Linked DNA regions of Mus musculus: region 1 is linked to region 2. The links are chromatin contacts, called in public Micro-C maps. All regions are on one chromosome and are shown on one strand. Each heading gives the region's core, a stretch centred on a gene start, on an enhancer-like site or on the middle of the called end of the contact. The rest is flanking DNA. Distances are from core to core; before and after follow the strand shown.

Evidence for each region. A called contact is a pair of places that touch in the nucleus more often than the background predicts.
Region 1: a contact with region 2 is called in a Micro-C map of embryonic stem cells, with 5 times the contacts expected there. The contact joins the promoter of Zbtb43 here to the promoter of Ralgps1 in region 2. A contact is called at or near these places in 8 of 39 promoter capture datasets (cranial neural crest, erythroid cells, frontonasal cranial neural crest and 5 more), 9 of 484 Hi-C or Micro-C datasets (CD4 T cells, CD8 T cells, LSK cells and 5 more), 5 of 115 datasets of contacts at active chromatin or transcription factors (effector CD8 T cells, embryonic stem cells and memory CD8 T cells) and 3 of 9 other capture datasets (adipose tissue, liver and pancreatic islet).

What each region holds. Positions count from the first base shown.
Region 1 is chr2:33,467,220-33,470,180 of GRCm38.p6, reverse strand. It overlaps Zbtb43 (zinc finger and BTB domain containing 43), which reads left to right and starts at 1,649. Exons shown (of 3, transcript NM_001025594.1): 1 at 1,649-1,748.
Region 2 is chr2:33,370,167-33,372,872 of GRCm38.p6, reverse strand. Ralgps1 (Ral GEF with PH domain and SH3 binding motif 1) reads left to right here and starts at 1,379. Exons shown (of 20, transcript NM_175211.5): 1 at 1,379-1,603.

The DNA.
Region 1 (2,961 bases), core at 400-2,899, 97 kb before region 2:
AGACAAGACCTCATTGCACAGTTCAGGTTGACCCAGAATTGCCTATGTCACCCAAGTCGGCTTAGCCTCCAACCCATCTCCATTTTTTTAAAGATTTATTTATTTTACGTATAGGAGTGCTCTATCGGCTTGTACGCCTGCATGCAGAAGAAGACATCATATCCCAGTATGGATGGTTGTGAGCCACCATGTGGGTTCTGGGAAATGAACTCAGGACCTCTGGAAGAACAGCCAGTGCTCTTAACCTCTGAGGCATCTCTCCGACCCCAACCCCAGCCCCAATTTTTTCTTTTTTATATGCATGTGTATTTGTATGTGTGTTCATGCAGATGTGGTTGTGCTGGTCAAAGGAAAACCCCTAGTGCCAGCCACTCCTTTTAGGCAGGTTCTCTGTTATTCTGAAACTCACTGATCCCTGCCTCCACAGCACTGGCGTTAAAATCCTGCCACCACACCTGCTATTTTTATATGGTTCTGGGAGTGAATTCAGGTCCTTAAGTTGCAATGCTTTGTAAAGGATTTACCAACTGAGCCATTCCCTTAATCCCCACGTTTTTTCCCCTAGCAAGATGTTCCGCACCTGTTCCCAGTTCTGTGCTTCAGTATTTGTTTTCTTTCGTTTTGTTTCCCCGAACTTCTAAAAAAAAATTTTTTTTTTTAATGTGTATGTGTGTTTTGCCTGCACACAAGTCTGGGTACTGTTTGCCTGCCTGGTGTCAGTGGAGGCCGGAAGAGGGAGACAGATAACCTGGAACTGGAGTTAGGGAGGCTGTGTGCCACCAGTTGGGTGCTTGAAATTGAACACAGGTCCCCTGGAAGAGAAATGAGTAGTCTTAACTATTGAGCCATTTTTCCAGCCCTCCCAGAATTTCTTTGAATAATTCTCTCGGGGAGTCCCAACCTCCTCTCTAAATACGGCTGAGTTCCAGAGCCCAACCAAGAAGTAGGCGTGCAAGCTGGGCGGTGGTGGCGCAAGCCTTTAATCCCAGTACTTGGGAGGCAGAGGCAGAGGCAGAGGCAGAGGCAGAGGCAGGCGGATTTCTGAGTTCAAGGCCAGCCTGGTCTACAAAGTGAGCTCCAGGACAGCCAGAGCTATACAGAGAAACCCTGTCTCGAAAAAACCAAAAAAAAAAAAAAAAAGAGAGAGAGAGAGAAAGAAAACAAAACAAAACAAACAAAAAAACAAAAAAGAAGTAGGCGCACACCTGGGAAACTGACCTAAGACACAAATGTGTGTCGGGTCCAGCTTGTGTATCCACCCTACACCAACTATGGGGAACACATCCTTGCAATCCTGATACTCAGCAGGTGCAGGTACGAGTGGATTTAAGTCCAACTTAAAGCCATCTTGAAATGTTATTACTTTTTTTTTTTTTTTTTTTTTTTGGTGGTGGTGGTGGTGGTGGGGTGAGCGTATAAATTGCAAGAGTCAGTCTTCCACTAAGGCTTCCAGAGCTACGAACTCGAAATTATCTCACTCTTCGAGACCATTGCGCAGACGCCAGTACCCTGCGCGTGCTCTCCTGAAGACCCGCCCCGAAAGCACGCCTGGAGCATGCGCACATCCCAGCGTCGACGACACGCCTCCGGAAGCACTGGCAATTTCGAGGGCGGGATCAGAAAGCGTATCCGAGGGACGAGAGGCTCGGGCGGAAGTTGTCCCCGCGGTGGCGGCGGAGAATAAGGCCTTGGTACGGCAACGGGGACGCTCCGGTAGGCTGGAGCTACGGGCGCGGAGCCGTCTGAAGGTACTGCGGGGCGGGGAGGCTGGGCGCTCGCGCGGGAGGTCGCGGTCGGGGTCACGAGTGGCCGCGACACGGGACACTGCTCTCCCTCCGACGGCGGTGATGCGGGACGGCGCGAGTGACTCCGAAGCCCCGGCGCCCCGGCTTAGAGTCCTGCGGCCTCCCGGGCGACCTCTTGGCCAAGGTCACCCCGCGGCAGGTGCACCGCCGCCTGGAGCTCTTGGAGAATCCGCCCCCGGGGCGACCTCCGGGTCGAGCCACCCACGCACGAACCGACGCCGCGAAGGAGAACCTCGCTGCCCTGAGTTTCGCCTCTTTGTCAGACCGTTGTCACCTGTTTTGTCCTCACCTGGCCTCTTGTCAGCTGGAGTTTATACTTTGCATCTTTGGTGGTGACAACCTTTGGACTTTGTCTTTACCTCTGTCTCCTCCCTTGCCTCAGTGTTTTTTGACTCTGCTTCTGCCCCCTCGGGCCGCCCTCTGGTTCAGGGCCCGAAAGTCACACTGACTTCTTGGTCATTTGTCTGTCTGTCTCTCTGTGTGTGTGTGTGTGTGTCTGTCTCTCTCTCTCTCTCTCTCTCTCTCTCTCTCTCTCTCTCTCTGCCAATGTTGTGTTCTTGTTCTCTCCTTCCCAACTGAGTTTGTTTAGGCAGGGCGGGCCTTGCCTGGACCTCTGAGCCATGGAAGGTGACTCATGACCCTGTAAAACTCCCCTGGCCGGGCACCATTACCAGTGGCCCGATCACAGTCTGGTCTCAGTTCTGACAAGTGTCACCAAACCTAATAAAGTGTCAGGAGCTACTGCTTTCACGGTGAAGGCCCATCTCAGGATCTAGGCAGTGGTTTGCGCAGGTCTCCACAACTCTTTGCTCTTTCCAGAAACCCTGGGTGGCCTCCAGGGCTGTTTGGAGCTGCTCTGTTTAACCAGGCCAGCATCTACAGGCTTAGGAAGGACTAGACTTCCATCTGCCTCTGAGACCCTTAACTTAGCACAGTAGCAGAGTTCTAGGAGCAGTTTACTGAAGAACTTAGAAACCTAATAGGAATCCATTCCCTGCTTGTTTCCAAAGTATTGTCTGAGACAGAGACACCATAGGGAGGAACACTGAAACTTTTGGAGTGGAGTGTATCTGGAATAGACAGGAGATGAAACATATTTTATCAAGTGCCTGAGTCAAGTAGGCTGCCTCAGTGGATACAGAGTTTTAAGAGATGG
Region 2 (2,706 bases), core at 130-2,629:
TTTTCTTTTTCTTTTTTTTTTTTTTTTTTTGGTTTTTCGAGACAGGGTTTCTCTGTGTAGCCCTGGCTATCCTGGAACTCACTTTGTAGACCAGGCTGGCCTCGAACTCAGAAATCCGCCTGCCTCTGTCTCCCAAGTGCTGGGATTAAAGGCGAGCGCCACCACCGCCTGGCTACGTCCATTTTCTTATGCGTGTCCTGAGCACTCCACTTTACGCTAGACCATCACTCCTAACTTTATAGCCATCTACCCAAGCTTCCTCAAGCTTGCGCTCAGCTCTCAGCCTCTCTGGATTCCAAATTTTCTAAAAGAATCCTCACACCATGCATCTCTTGTTTTATCTAAGGGAAACAGTTTAAGACTATCCTTCGGGCATCACTGTGTTCTTCATGCAAAATAGCAGACGTTTGCCTCAGAGATCCCCTATTCCCTCACCTCACTCTTAAAGTGGTTTAATTTCTGCTGATTCTCTTGTTTTCCTCTCCCTCTTCTTTTAAATAGTGCAGTATCTAAATCTTTCCATAAGCGACGCCATAGCAGCAAAAATTACGTTATCAAAATGATCTTGTCTACAAGTCCAAAGAGCATCCTACCCTCCTTTCTCTTGTAGGCGTAACAGAATTTTGCTGTGGTTCTGACTTTAGGGATTCACAGCCACCCACTGGCTTCCACGGTCTTTGTAACTTAGTATCTCTGCCTTTAAGCCAGATGATTTAAGCTCTACTCACTGCGTTTGCCTGGCCCAGCCATAAAAGGGTCTGGGTGCAGGGAGACAGCTTCCAGGCCCATTCTCCCTGCTTTGAACGCTATGGTCTTGGGCAAGACCCTCTTCAGGCCTAACTTTTACCTGTTGTGAAAACCATGGGTCAGTCTCAAGGACCTCGAAGTGTGTTATTGGATTGACTGTGATTGTCAATTTGACAGATTTAGAATCACATAAAGAAACCTAGGGATAGGTTTGTGAAGAATGGGACTAAGGTGATGATGTCTTGCTCACAAAGCCTTTTTTTTTTTTTTTTTTTTTTTTTTTTTTTTTGATGTTGTTGTTGAAAACGATAAACTCTAGGTAGGAATTTAAGAAGGACACTGGGTGAGGCCTGGAAGGATGTTTGTAGACTGAGTCTATTTCTAGGCAGGGGGTGGGCGTGGCGGGCGGCTGAGCCCGACGAGAACAGCAGAGCATCCTTGCAAGCCTGAGCGTCTGCAAGACCGAAGCGCAGGCCGCGGCTGGTGGGGTGGGGGGTGGGGGGGTGGGGGGAACGGGGACCGCTGCTGCAGCGGCTGCGCACTGGTGCAACCAGCCGGTTCATTTGCGTGTCTCCGCCCCTACGGCAAGCTGGTTGGAGAACCCTGGTATGGTGCCGCGCGCCGATTGGCTGAGCCGGCCGCCGCTCAGGCCCAGGAGTGGACGGTTCCTACTGCGGCTGGGCACCGGCTGGGCTCCCGCGTCGGCCTCGCGTTTCAAGCTTGCGCCTGGCTCAACCTCAATCCGGCCCCGGTCTCGGAACGAAGGCGCCGCTGCCGCTGGGCCTCTCGCAAGACCATGAAGAAGCGGTGGCAGCCACTGCGGCCCTCGTCAAGGTGACCAGCCCGGACTACAGCGGTGAGAGGAGCGGCTGGCGGGGCGGGGCCCTGGGCGCGAGCCGCTGCAGGTGCGGGGGGCGGAGGGGGGGGGAGAATGGGGGCGGGCGGGGCGGGATCCCCGGCCGGAGGGGGTGGGGCGGGGCCTCGGCTCGAGGGTGGGACCTCGGCTTGGGGTTGGAGGGGGGGGCGGGACCATGGCCAGCTCGGGTCCCAGGGACGCGAATGACAGCGTGTGGTTGTCGGGGAGATGGCGGAGCGGGGGGGGGGGGTGGTGGTGGTGGTGGTGGTGTTGGGGGGGAAAGGGCGCAGGTGCAGGAGGCGGGTCCCGCGGCCTGATGGATTGGGGGCGGAGCCTGGGCGCGAGGCGTGGGGTCTGGAGGGAGCTCAGGTCTCTGGGACCAGAAAGGGAACCTGTGTGTAGGTTAGCGGCGGGGAAAGGGCTCAGGTGCGAGGGGCGGGGCATGGGGTGGCAATGGGAGGGGCTGCAAGGAGAGTCTAGGGAAAAGCACAGGTGCAGTGGGCGGGGCTGGGGAAACCCTGTAGGGGCGGGGGCGGGGGGAGGCAGGGGGCGGGGCTGAGGATCATTGGCAGGTCCGGAAGCAGGGCTGCAGGTGAGGACTAGCCTGAGGGTGAGTGGGACCCTTTTTGGAGAAGGAAGAAGCTGCCCTCTCCGCCGCCGTCTTGGGGCTTTGGGTTTTCTGCAGGCTCTGGAGGCATCCATGGTTGTCTCTTGGAGGGGCAGGCCAGGGCAGCCTGTGTCTTTGCTGAGTCGTACAAGGATCGCAGCTGCCCTGGTTAATAGGCCGACTGCTTTCCTGAGCCAAACCGAGCCCTAAGTGGGCACACTGCCTTTGTTGTTGTTGTTGTTGTTTTTGTTTTACTCCCCTGTTGCTGTTGAAGGAGCTTGGCTGGATTTCGGGGTGGTTAGGTTTCATTGGTTGATCAGCTGTTGGAAAATGTGTGCTCTTCAAGAGTAGTCGTTGATGCTATGCTCGGAAGGGTTCTGGATCTCATGGTAGCAGATGCTCATGCAGATCTTCACAGTGCTGGTCTCAAAAAGATAGAAAAGGCAGCGTGGTGGGGGCGAAGAGGCGGAATGAGAACTTGGCTCTTTGGAGCTGG